Regions from separate parts of the Hordeum vulgare genome. Here region 1 is linked to region 2. Evidence: chromatin contacts called from public Hi-C data. All regions are on one chromosome and are shown on one strand. The core of a region is the stretch at or near the end of the contact, and the rest is flanking DNA. Distances in the headings are between cores, read along the strand shown. Region 1 holds the start of LOC123448845 (myb-related protein P-like). Region 2 has its middle 41 kb from the start of LOC123446567.

The links. Hi-C and Micro-C count contacts between places; a contact is called where the count stands out from the background.
Region 1: a contact with region 2 is called in a Hi-C map of leaf, with 5 times the contacts expected there. The contact joins the promoter of LOC123448845 here to the enhancer-like site in region 2. A contact is called at or near these places in 4 of 6 Hi-C or Micro-C datasets (leaf and seedling).

Annotation. Positions count from the first base shown.
Region 1 is chr4H:434,645,107-434,650,866 of MorexV3_pseudomolecules_assembly, forward strand. It overlaps LOC123448845 (myb-related protein P-like), which reads left to right and starts at 3,493. Exons shown (of 3, transcript XM_045125868.1): 1 at 3,493-3,936; 2 at 4,131-4,260. The coding sequence starts at 3,804.
Region 2 is chr4H:434,381,099-434,387,141 of MorexV3_pseudomolecules_assembly, forward strand. No RefSeq gene overlaps it. Among protein-coding and RNA genes, the nearest start is that of LOC123446567, 41 kb to the right of the region's middle. Within about 2 kb of position 2,378, at least 3 of the 3 cell types and tissues checked have open chromatin away from gene starts, as enhancers often do. A contact at or near this core is called in leaf and seedling, where this site is marked.

The DNA of each region.
Region 1 (5,760 bases), core at 2,243-4,742, 270 kb after region 2:
TGGTGCCTACTACTACGTGCAGGCCGCTGAAGACCAGGAGTCGTTAGGAGGCTCCCAGATAGGAGGCCTCGCCTCGTTCGGTCGTTGTATCTTTTGTGCTGGACTTTTCTAAAGCATTGTCATGTTTCATGTCTGTACTCAGATATTTGTTGCTTCCGCTGACTCGTGTGTTTATCGAGCTTCTGTATTCTAGCCCTCGAGGCCCCTAGCCTGTAATATGAAGCTTGTATGTTTTATTTATGTCTAGAGTTGTGTTGTGATATCTTACCGTGAGTCCTTGAGCTTGGTCGTACGCATTTGCGTGTATGATTAACGTACGATCAAATCGAGGGCGTCACAATACTTGTGGGATTGCTGATGCATGGGAGTTGGGATACAGATGTTGCATGCTGCTAAATTTACATGATTTTGAAGCATGGAGATTGTTCTGAATCGGCTATTGCACAAATTAGATGCATGATGGATAAAAATAGTCCTAGCCGATACATTCTGCTCATTAAACGATCTAACAACAACATATGCATTATTTGCATCTACATAAGTGAATTGGGTGTTCATATTACCTCTCTAGATTGCAAACACTAGATGACGATCTCTTCGTAGCAAGAATGGGTTGGAAACCGTTCAAAGCTTAGTCCCCAATGGAGTGGTCAAAATGTGTGTTTCCACACGAACACGTCATCGTGTACCCTCGACGCCGGGGGGTGATGCACCGCAGCTTACGCCGAAGGAGACCTGACCGACATCGCAATACGCAAGACAGTCGGCGGGTGCTTTTGCACTTTTGCAGACCCGAAACCCCACACGCCTGGGAGGGACCCCGTCAGGGCGCATGGCGGCTATGGGCTTCCTTAGGTCGGCCTGACCACCCCTAGGGCCTCGTGAATCGCTGCCCTCCAAACAAAGAACTAGAAAGAAGACGAACAAAGGAGATGGATAAAGGTAAAGGTAAAGAGTGGTAGATTGATTTGTTCGATTGTGTGTTGTTCCAATCGGCCGCATCTCCATTTTATTAAGAGGCGGCTGGATTTACTCTACAAGTAAAGGATTCATCTAGGCTTTCCTTGTAAGAAAATGACATTAATTTACGTCCTAGAGTCCTAATTTCAGTCTAACCCGGATTTCCCGACTGAAACTTCAACATGATCTTGTTTTGCCTCTTTAGGTTGCATACGACCTCTTATCGAGACAATATATGTTTGAAAATCAATCGGCTCGACGAGACGAAACTTTTTCATGTTGTAAGTTTTTTCATTAGATGTCGTCTTGAGGGCCGAACAGCTCGCGCGACCCATCGAACAATTGTTTCATCTCTCGCCCCACATTTCACCATGTGGTAAGACCGGATTCAGATGACTACAAATTCTGCATACGACCTCGCATTGAGACGATTTTATATCAAAATTGGTCGTTTCGACGAGACGAAGACAATCCGTGAAGAATACTTTCTCATTTGAGGTCGTCTTGATGCTCAATCGGCCGAATGTCACTCGGGAAGCAAAATTCTAGCATTTTGAATACAGTTTCGGTCCATAAGATGAGATTGGATAACGATGATATAGTCATCAAAATTGTTTCATTCGGTATTGTAAAACTTCTTCCTTGGGAACACCTTTTCATTTGAATCCATCTCAATAATGTTTTCTTCCATATCAACATCTAGTGTCAACGCCCAACACCTCGATCATTAAATCATCATTGTGTGTAATCTTTTCCTTCCAACTAACAACTGGAATAGTGGCACCAAGGAAGAAGAAGGTAAACGATACGAGTCTATGAAACTAGATTGACAACAAGAACGGATCGAAGATTGAACAGGACGGAAAATAGAAGAAAATGATATAGAATAATGGCTGGATGAAGTATTATGATATACCCCTCGGTCCTATAATATAAGAGCGTTTGTTATATTAATGTAAAAACACTCTTATACTCCCTCTTTCCGAAAATACTTGTCCTACAAATAGATGTATCTAGACTTATTTTAGTTATAGATACATCTATTTTATATATTTTTAGGACAAGTATTTCCGGACGGAGGGAGTGTTATATTATGGAATGAAAGTAGTACACACCGGATACTGAATTTTCCTCTCTTTTCAGGCAATTTCAACCCAAACAAGTTTTTGAATCACGGCACACATCAACGGTCATGGGAGGATGTAGAGCTGCATGTCTCCGCACCTGCGTGTCCACGCGAATTTCCGTCGACCATGATGAATCTAGGTGTGCAGGCCCGTCTCGAAGGTATATACCTCATGTCACTTTCGAGGCATTATACGCACTAATGCAAACGTCACAGCGAGGCATGATACGGAGGGACCGATCGATACGCTGGACCGGGAAGGACACCGAGCGCCGGCCCCGATCGATCGATTTGCCCACCTCGATCGAGCTACTAGAGATCAACAGCCGCAGAGACCGAAAGGGAAGGCTCGGTCGGAACACAGCGTCGTCGATCGAGGCACACGCGGAAATCTTCAGGATTACTCGCCCAAGGCCGAACAGGTCGCCCGGCCCGTTTTTTCTTCCCCGCGAGTACACAGGACAGACACGAACAGCGCAGCTCACGTTGCGTGACAAATCACAGTCGTCGTCATAGCGCAGCTAGCTTGTAGCATGCGTAATGGGAACACACTGGTTATACTGCCCGTGTTTTCCTTTTTGCGAGGAAAAGTACTACGCGTGTTAGGTGCGCGCGTGCGCGTCATGTTGTGTTGCATCAGGTTTGGTCGATGTGCGTATCGTCTTGTGTTGCATCAGATTTGGTTGATGTGTGAATCGTCTTGTGTTGCATCGGATTTGGTCGATGTATTCCGGATCTCATGCTTCGTACAGCAAACGTGAACACTAGGAGATATCTTCCGAATCAATGTATGGAATCATTTTTTCAATACGTACTCCAGTTTCATCTGCATCGCTTTGCCATTTGGCATGCATGCATGGTGATACTCGCTTTATTAACCAAAAAAATACTGTAATGTTTATAGAGATACAAAGTCATTCGTGGATCGGAAAACCATACCAGACGACCAACATGAAGAGATGAAGCATATCTAGGGTAGGGAGCATGTAAGTAGAAGCTCGGGCGGAGAAGATTACGAGCTAGCTAGGAAGAGATGAACCTTGAAGCATATACATCGGAAGCCTTGTTTATATATCTTCTCCATGCAGTTCCGGGATATACAGTAGCTAGTATACGAAATTGTATATCTACGTACTCGGGGCAGCCTGATCTGATGGTAAACAGATACTAGTATTTCGCTTTCCGAAGATCCTCGAGTAAATACACAGTACACGGGGGCCGGTGTGTATAACGATCCATGTGCGCGGACAACGTGGTCGCTGGAGAGGCCGCGAAGAGGACGATGGTGAGGCCTTGCGCCACGACGCCCAAAGGTCCCGGGGCGCCCACGTACCCCTGCCTCCAGCCACACGGCCGCTCAGGCCCCTACTCGGGGCAAAGTTTAATTCCCGATCCTACGTACCAGTAACACCGTCTCCCCGGCCCGGGCCGACGCCTCGCGGTGCTATATTATGGCGCCTTGCCTTGCCGCCTGCGTGGCCGAAGCTAGCTCGATCACCTCCCTAGCTATAGATCAGGGCCGCCAAAGGAAGATCATCGCCCATCCCCTTGATCTCTCACACTAACTCCTTTTGGACGCGAGCGCGGATCGACTACACGTCTACACCCACCGCGCTCGACCTGCTATAGTATCTAGCTAGCTAGCCTCGGCCGGCGACAACGGGCGGTTTGCTCGTGTGTTGGGAGATATATAGGGAGGCTCGTCGTATACAAGGGGATGGGGAGGGCGCCGTGCTGCGAGAAGGTGGGGCTGAAGCGGGGAAGGTGGACGGCGGAGGAGGACGACATACTCGCAAACTACATTGCCCAGCACGGCGAGGGCTCATGGAGGTCTCTACCCAAGAATGCAGGTAAATACTTATGGCATAAGCCCATGCATGTGCGAGCTAGAGCATCATTCATGACTAGTTTAGCTACTTCTTTGCCTGCAGCAGCAGGTACTATATACTTGATTAGCTGAAACTTATAGCACATATTAACTAGGAATTTCATCACTACCATGCATGCATGTATGTTAATCTGTTCCTGCTCCCATTGTATACAGGGCTACTGAGGTGTGGCAAGAGCTGCAGGCTGCGGTGGATCAACTACCTGAGAGACGGGGTGAGGAGGGGCAACATCTCCAAGGAGGAGGACGACCTCATCGTCAAACTTCATGCCACCCTTGGCAACAGGTACGAGTCTGTGGATGCTCCTAATTTCGTTTACCTTTAATTTTAACAGGTAGTAACTCGCTATACACATAATTAATGAGTAATAAAAGTTCCATACCGCATGCATCTATCGGCAGGCGAGCCTTTTTAAAAAAAATAAAAAATGAGAGTCACAGGCTCACAACCACATGGATCATGGATCAGTCCAAAAGAGGTAAGTAAAAATAGTGCTAGTGCATTGACTACTGTTTCTGGCAGCACATGACTTTGTCACCTGCGGTCAGAAACTGGCAACCGTGAAAATGCTCCGATGGAATATGATTAGTAAAAGAGCTCTGTAGGCCGTATGCGTGTACCACAAAATTAGACGACATCCGACTGTTTAGGTCGAGAGTTCAGATATCACATCCAGTATGCTACTGTACATAAACTTGTACTACAACGTCCGACAGTTCGTGTTGAGAGTTGAGGCATCACGTCTAATACGCTACTATACATAAATCATGCTGTACTGCTCGTCTCATGACTGAGAATTAACACATGCGTCACTTCGTTTTCTCGTCCGTCGTCGTTTCATGTGCTTTTTCTACTGTGCATAATTAATATAATGCTGTCTTTTCTGTCAGGTCACTTTTTAGCTATAGTGTGTTCGTCGCTAGTTGCGTCCAAACCTATGGCGGAAGGGCATGGCGCGTCTGCAGTCTGATCGCTCCTCTCTATCGCCATAAATGCACGAAACCTTCTAGCCTCTAGGCAACACACGCGCGTCCTGCATGGCCAGCCCGGCCCTCTCTGTCAAGAAAGGTAGCCAAGCTCGGTAATTTGTAGAGCGTGGAGAGATACACGTAGGCGGATGCATGGTCTGTCAATGCTTGACTACATATTTGTGTCTTCAGTGCCCGCACGTAGTCCCTTTAACTCCAACACAAACTTGCTTGCCTATAGTACGTAAAAAAAAACTATTTCTTTCCCTTTCTGTCTAGAAAAAAACACCTGCACGGGACGTGATCAGTGATGTATGCTTTCCCGTGTTGAAACGCATATATAACGCACAAGATAGCTACCGCTAGCAGCTAGCCAGTGGGATTTTCAACACCTAGGTCCAATCCCCTTTCTGTCTCTCCACCTAGGTCCAATCAGTGGGATTTTCAACATATGTGTATTCATTAAAAAATATGTTTTTTGCGGGGTCAATTAGAAAATACTGCCATTGTTTTTATTTATTCTGCATATTAGTTTGTACTAAATTAAACTTTATAAAGTTTGATCAAGTTTATAGGTAACAATTTAAACTTTTACAATACTCCTAACAAATATATGTGATATAAAAGTATATTGAATGATGATTGTAATAGTAATGATTGGTATGTGGATGTTAATAATTTGTTACATAAACTTGGTCAATGTTTGACTCGAAACAAAGTTAATATGTGAAGTAAACAAAAATGAAGGGAGTATATATTATTAGTAAAAAGTAAAAAAAATTTATTGCAACACAACAAAAAATATTCTCATGTAAAT
Region 2 (6,043 bases), core at 1,128-3,627:
ATCTAGTCGAGGCATCAAGCATGCATCCAAGAACAAAAAAAGGAAGAAAAGCAACGCGCCTGAAAACTTGCAACAGACATCAGCAACTCCACCTTCCTTACAACATAAGAGTTGCGAGAAAGGCTCTCCGAAACCCACACATTCGAAGTGGAAACAACGCTCAAGCCCCGCTGTGGGATCTGACCAGTACACATCAAATATTGGGTTTTCACCCTAGAGATCATGTCTTAGCAGATTCTAGAGCAATTGTTCTAACAAAGACATGATGAAGAAACACGTCAATTGTCTGGTGTAGCCATAGAATGACAGGCGTAGGGTTTTCACCCACGAGATCGAGACCTGATTCTCGAAGAGCGCCGCCAAAGCGAAAACATCATGTGTTGCCACCAGGTTTGCCAAAGAAAATAGAGTACGAAAAGGCATCCACACGGCATGATCATGAAAAATTGAAATTGAAATTGTTATTTCGTATTAATGTTTAGAGATAGCCTCTTGCATGCACATTCTTGGTATAGAGATGACAACACAATCAAATCTACTGGCTGGACAAAATGTCACAGAAGGCAAAGGGTTAAAAATCTCTGAGAGCCATCTCAAGCGCACACAGACCGACAATGACAATGACACCGAGACATGGTGAAAACGTCATGTGTGATGCAGGTTGTAGCCACACTACCCCAAATCCGTCGATGCACGTTTCTGGTTGCCCATGTCATTGGCATTTCGTCACTGCCACTGTGAACCAGACCCGATCCGCCGCTAGATCATGTATCCATGTGGGATGTAATCGATCATGCAGTCACGCTTATGGTTGGAGCTGGCTGGTGATCTAAGACGATATTTTTCCTTCCTCATTGAAGATTATTTTTCATTAATTATCCTTCATAGGATAGAATAGTCCAGAGACATATGTGTACTAAATAATAGATATACATTATTTGCAATTTATTTTCTACTCACGTGAATATAAGGTGACCCAAAACAACTTATATTTTGTAAAATAATATAATATATAACAATCAGTAAGAAATATATTGGCATTTTTAATGAACATGTGTGGATTATTACATTGACTCAAGAGAAGTGGCAAAGGTAATTGAACCTAGATGAGCATGTGCGGAAGCATGTGGAGACATAATATTGTACTAGTCATGGAATACAACTACAATACATTTATTTATAAGGTTGGTTGAAGTAAGAGAACCACATGGTTTGGCTACATGACTTCAATTTTTAGATTTAGTTTTTGGCGGAACATTTCTCAAAAATATATTGGTAGGAAGATAAAATAAACGATGAAGAGTCCAAGAGAGACATCGATTTATTTGTATGCAAATCTATGATTTCAAGTGGCGGACCACATATCTCACATCAATGTTAACGTATCATCCACATGGGCTTAACCATCAAAAACCTAATGATTTAATCAATTCTTTCGAGACCATATTACTACAACCTTTCCTTTTTATCTTAAATTATGAATGCATGCATACAGTTGGACTTTCATTAGGATCCATTTTATTGACAAAATTTATCACTACTTTAGCTACTTTTATAGCTTAAAGTAAATAAAAATATAGGCATCAACCATCTGTTTCAGAATAGCTATCTAGATACAAATAACCATTGGGGAAATTATATCTAGTACAATATAGTGCAGTAAATTTAGCCATCTATATGCGCGGTTCATCAGATTTTTTCACTATTTTAATCCATAAGACGTAAATAATTCAGAGAATGAACTCGATCTGAAAGTATTTCCGGATCTGACCCATTTAGAAACGCCAGAGCCCGTGGCGTTGCTGCTCCACGTTTGTAAAAACGTCAGACTACCGTGGTGTTTTTGGTCCACATTCAAACGGCAATTTATCATGAGTTGCAGCCTCACGCCGAAACACCAATGACAAACGTCCTACCGCGCAGAACCAACATCTGCATCTGAGCAGCAGCATGGGGCTTTCTCCATCTGCCATCTGCCATGGAGCAGCGCGAAGGACGTCACAAGACGAGCTAGTGCTAGGCGCGGCCGTAGTGTGGTGTGTGCACCCTGCCACCGGTCCTATCGGCGCGTGGGACACCGAACTAACTCCCTGTAGGCACGCAGGCTACCAGTTAATTAGGTCAGCATGCATGCATGCATGGATGCTCGGCCGCTCGCTCATCATAAACTAGGCACAGGAATATAATCTGGCAAAGATAGATAAAGAGATGCGACGCAGAATGCACAAAGGCACGTACGTACGGCCATGCCCTTTGCACTGCTGCTGCTAGCTTGATTGAGATGGTGCTAACCAGCTCGAGTTAGGCTGGACTGACAGGGATGGCCGCGTGGGTGGTCCATCGGGCAGTAGGCCGGTTCGGAAGAGAGCAGACGCCGTACCGGACGGGCAGGCACCGAACGACGCGCGCGTGCGCTGCACTGCACTGCGCCGGGCCGATGCCAGTCGAGGAGGACCCCGCGCGCGCGCCGATAGGACCGGTGGCAGGGGGCACGCACCACACTGCGGCCGCGCCTAGCACTAGCTCGTCTTGTGACGTCCTTCGCGCTGCTCCATGGCAGATGGCAGATGGAGAAAGCCCCATGCTGCTGCTCAGCTGCAGATGTTGGTTCTGCGCGGTAGAAACGTTCATGGCGTTTGTCACCTCGGTGGCAACGTCAAAGTCATTGGCGTTTCGGTCTGAGGCTGCAACGCATGCTAGACTGACGTTCCAATATGGATCAAAAACATCACGGTAGATTGACGTTTTTATGTGGAGCAGCAATGCCACGAGCTCTGACGTTTTTAAAAGGGTCAGATTCGAAAATACTTTTAAACGAGTTTATTCTATGAATTATTTACGTCTGTCTTATGGGTTAAAACAGTGAAAAAAAACCAGGTTCATCTAGCTATTCATGAAACGAATGGCGAAGTAAAGTAGTATACATCAGCACTGTAGAGTCAGCTGAAACCTACAGAGATCCATTAAGCCTAGGTTGCTAGGTCTCATAAAATATAAGGTACATAATTGTATAGGGAGTGGATGGTCTAGGAATTGACGAGTTATGCTATATGTGTGAATTTGTATGGATTTATCAGGTAAGAACGACAATGTAATTCACAAAAATGTTTATATTTTTCATCTTTAAGACATTTCTAAAGTACTCGCATAAAGTATATTCCTAGTTAAGGGATTGATAAAGCTAAAAATTCCTTAAATTTAAGACTTCCATTGGTATCTTCATAGATGGGTGATATCGGCACCGGACAACCTTAGAAAGCGTAATTTCAAGGAAATATAATTTATGTGTTTAAAAGTAGATTTTATATCTCCATTGGAGGCTATATAGTCATATATGCGTCGACTCTATATGTCGTCTTTTGTTTCAGCGTATAGAGAAGAGGGATCTTCTTATGGCAGCATGTATAACTAGCTGGAGAGAGAAGTCAAGGAGGTTTTGGTCTGAATGGATGACGGTTTAGCAGTCGGATCAGTCTACCAATACATTCAGATGTATCCGTTTCGTCGAAGTATGTCATCATACTGTCGGTGCGATCGGTATTGGTTTCCACCATGCGCATCTTGTTATGCAAAGTCTAATGTGTACTTACTAAAGGTTAAATAGTTAAAGGGAATGTGATATTCCAAGCCCATTTGGGCTCAAGTCCTGATGTTCATATTATATTTGAATATCTTTTAAGACCTTTATCAATGCGTATTAAATGGAAGGAGATATTTCCATTGAATATTAAATGTCTACTATGACTTCATAAATTTAAAAATAATATGTCAGTTTAATTTTTAGAAGGTGTTTACAGAAATAGATTATGCGTGTATGCGTTTATAGGAATGAATTTATACGCGTATATATAAGAGCAACTTCAATGGGGCGATCCGTTTCGTCCGCGGTCGTCCGTTTGAGACCGCACGGACAAAAATAATGAGCCAACACGCGGATCCATTGCTAAAAAGCGTCCGCTTAACGTCCGCGTCGATCCATTTTCGGCTCAAATTTGGGATTGGAATGGGTCTGCGCGGACGCGAAACGGGTCTCTCGGTGTCCGCATGTGGCCGGCCTGACCCACTTGTTACACAACCAACCAGCCACCTCTACCTGTTTATTTTATTCGCTGGCCCATCCCCACCGTCTTCCTTTCATTATTATATTATCACAATGTTGTCATCCACTTGCTTATCGTTGGGTGCATATGTTGATCCATTTAAAAAAAACAGACATGAACAGACCGACGAACGACCCAAACGGATGAAAAGCGAATAAAATAGCCGTCCGTTTGGATCGATTGCGTTTATGCTATGTTAAAAAATCTAATGTACACTTTACAAATTTGTATTCTCTTTACCGAAAATCGTAAAGTGGTGTATTTGGAGTGTAAAAACCGAGAAATGTGCCATGCATTTCCGGACATAGAGTGCTGCCTAAGACTGACCATAGTGAGGTATCATAGCTAGTAACATAGTCTTGGAACTAGCAGACATGGTGATATGGCAAGTAATTAAAGAAGAGAGAGAGGATTAGAGTAACATAGATAGATACTGTAACATGTTAAATGTTATGCTATTATGTGTCATGCATGTCAATAAATGAGATCATCTATAATACTAGTTTATGTTACTATGCACTATGAAGATAGTATCATACAATACTAACATATACATAGTACTACTATATGTTACTTTCCACTATAAGCAGCCTAATTGCTCGCTAGCCGCCAAGGATAAGGTGTCAGGGTGTCGAGGGAACCATCATGCCATAAATGAGTACCCGATCAATCAGTGAAGGCATGATGCCGCCCCCAAACGGCAGGGGGCGCTTTACGACGAGACCGACACCGGGCCAGTCGTCGTTCTCCAGGACCGATCCCGAGACGCAGCGCCCTTGCGGTTCACTCGTTTTGCTCTCTTGGTCATGCCGTGCGCCAAGAACCATGAGGCGCTCCATGGAGACACATCGCGAGGAGAAGGCCGAGTTCGTCGACACCCACAAGTTACTTCTGCAACCACTGTAGAAACACGTACACTAGCGATTGGGAGATGAGTTAAAGCGCATATATGTGGTGTGACACAACGAGCAGTGCGACCGAGCACACGACCAATTAAAAGTGCTTTGCTAGTTCGTCATTTATTAGTTGATTAATTAACATGCCAACGTTAAAAGAGATTTCCATCCTCGTCATTCACTAGTTGATATATTAACAGTTCTACTAGGTTAAGCGACCAACTAAAAGTGATTTGCTACTTCGTCATACTAGTAGCATGGTTTGGAAAATTTAGTGTGCTAGAAACATAAGAACTCAGTAGAAAACAGTCGTGCACGTCCTGTTGTTTCTCGTCAGCTCCTCTACCGGATCTTGCATAGGTCTTGCTTCCCCGGTCGCGACCAGTCTATGTCCGTGTTAAATATCCATGCCGCCGTGTTTCTTGTTTGTCGTCGCGACCGATCCACGCGTGCACAGTGGACTCTCATTGCGTGCTATGGCTAGTATCCACGTCTCCAACTGTTTAGACGAAGAGAAGGATTAATGAAATAGTTGTTGTATTGGTTGAGTCTCATATATATATATATATATATATATATATATATATATATATATATATATATATATATATATATATATATATATATATATATATATATATATATATATTATAGCAAAAGGGTCCGTTTGTTGTAATGGGAGAAAAAAATACCACATGTTTTTAATCTTTTTATAATAATTTTGATTTACCTATACCTAATAATAAAGCGGCTATTGCTTCTGTCGGAAAACCCACCACGGCATTTTTATAAAAAAGCCCTTATAATTTTTGTTATTCAACCCGCGCTCCATCATTTATCTGCAATGCAAAAGAAAAAAATGATTCGCTGCAAAAATTATACCCGTACGCATCGCCTCCTCCCGTCGACCGTGGGCCACCTGGCCTGTGCCCAGGCCGCCGCCACACCACTTGCCGCCGCGGCCGACCTCAACCGCCATCGCTGCCGATCTCAATCCACCCGCCTCCGCGTTTGTATCTCTCCCCGCTCACTGCCCCCGTTGCGGCG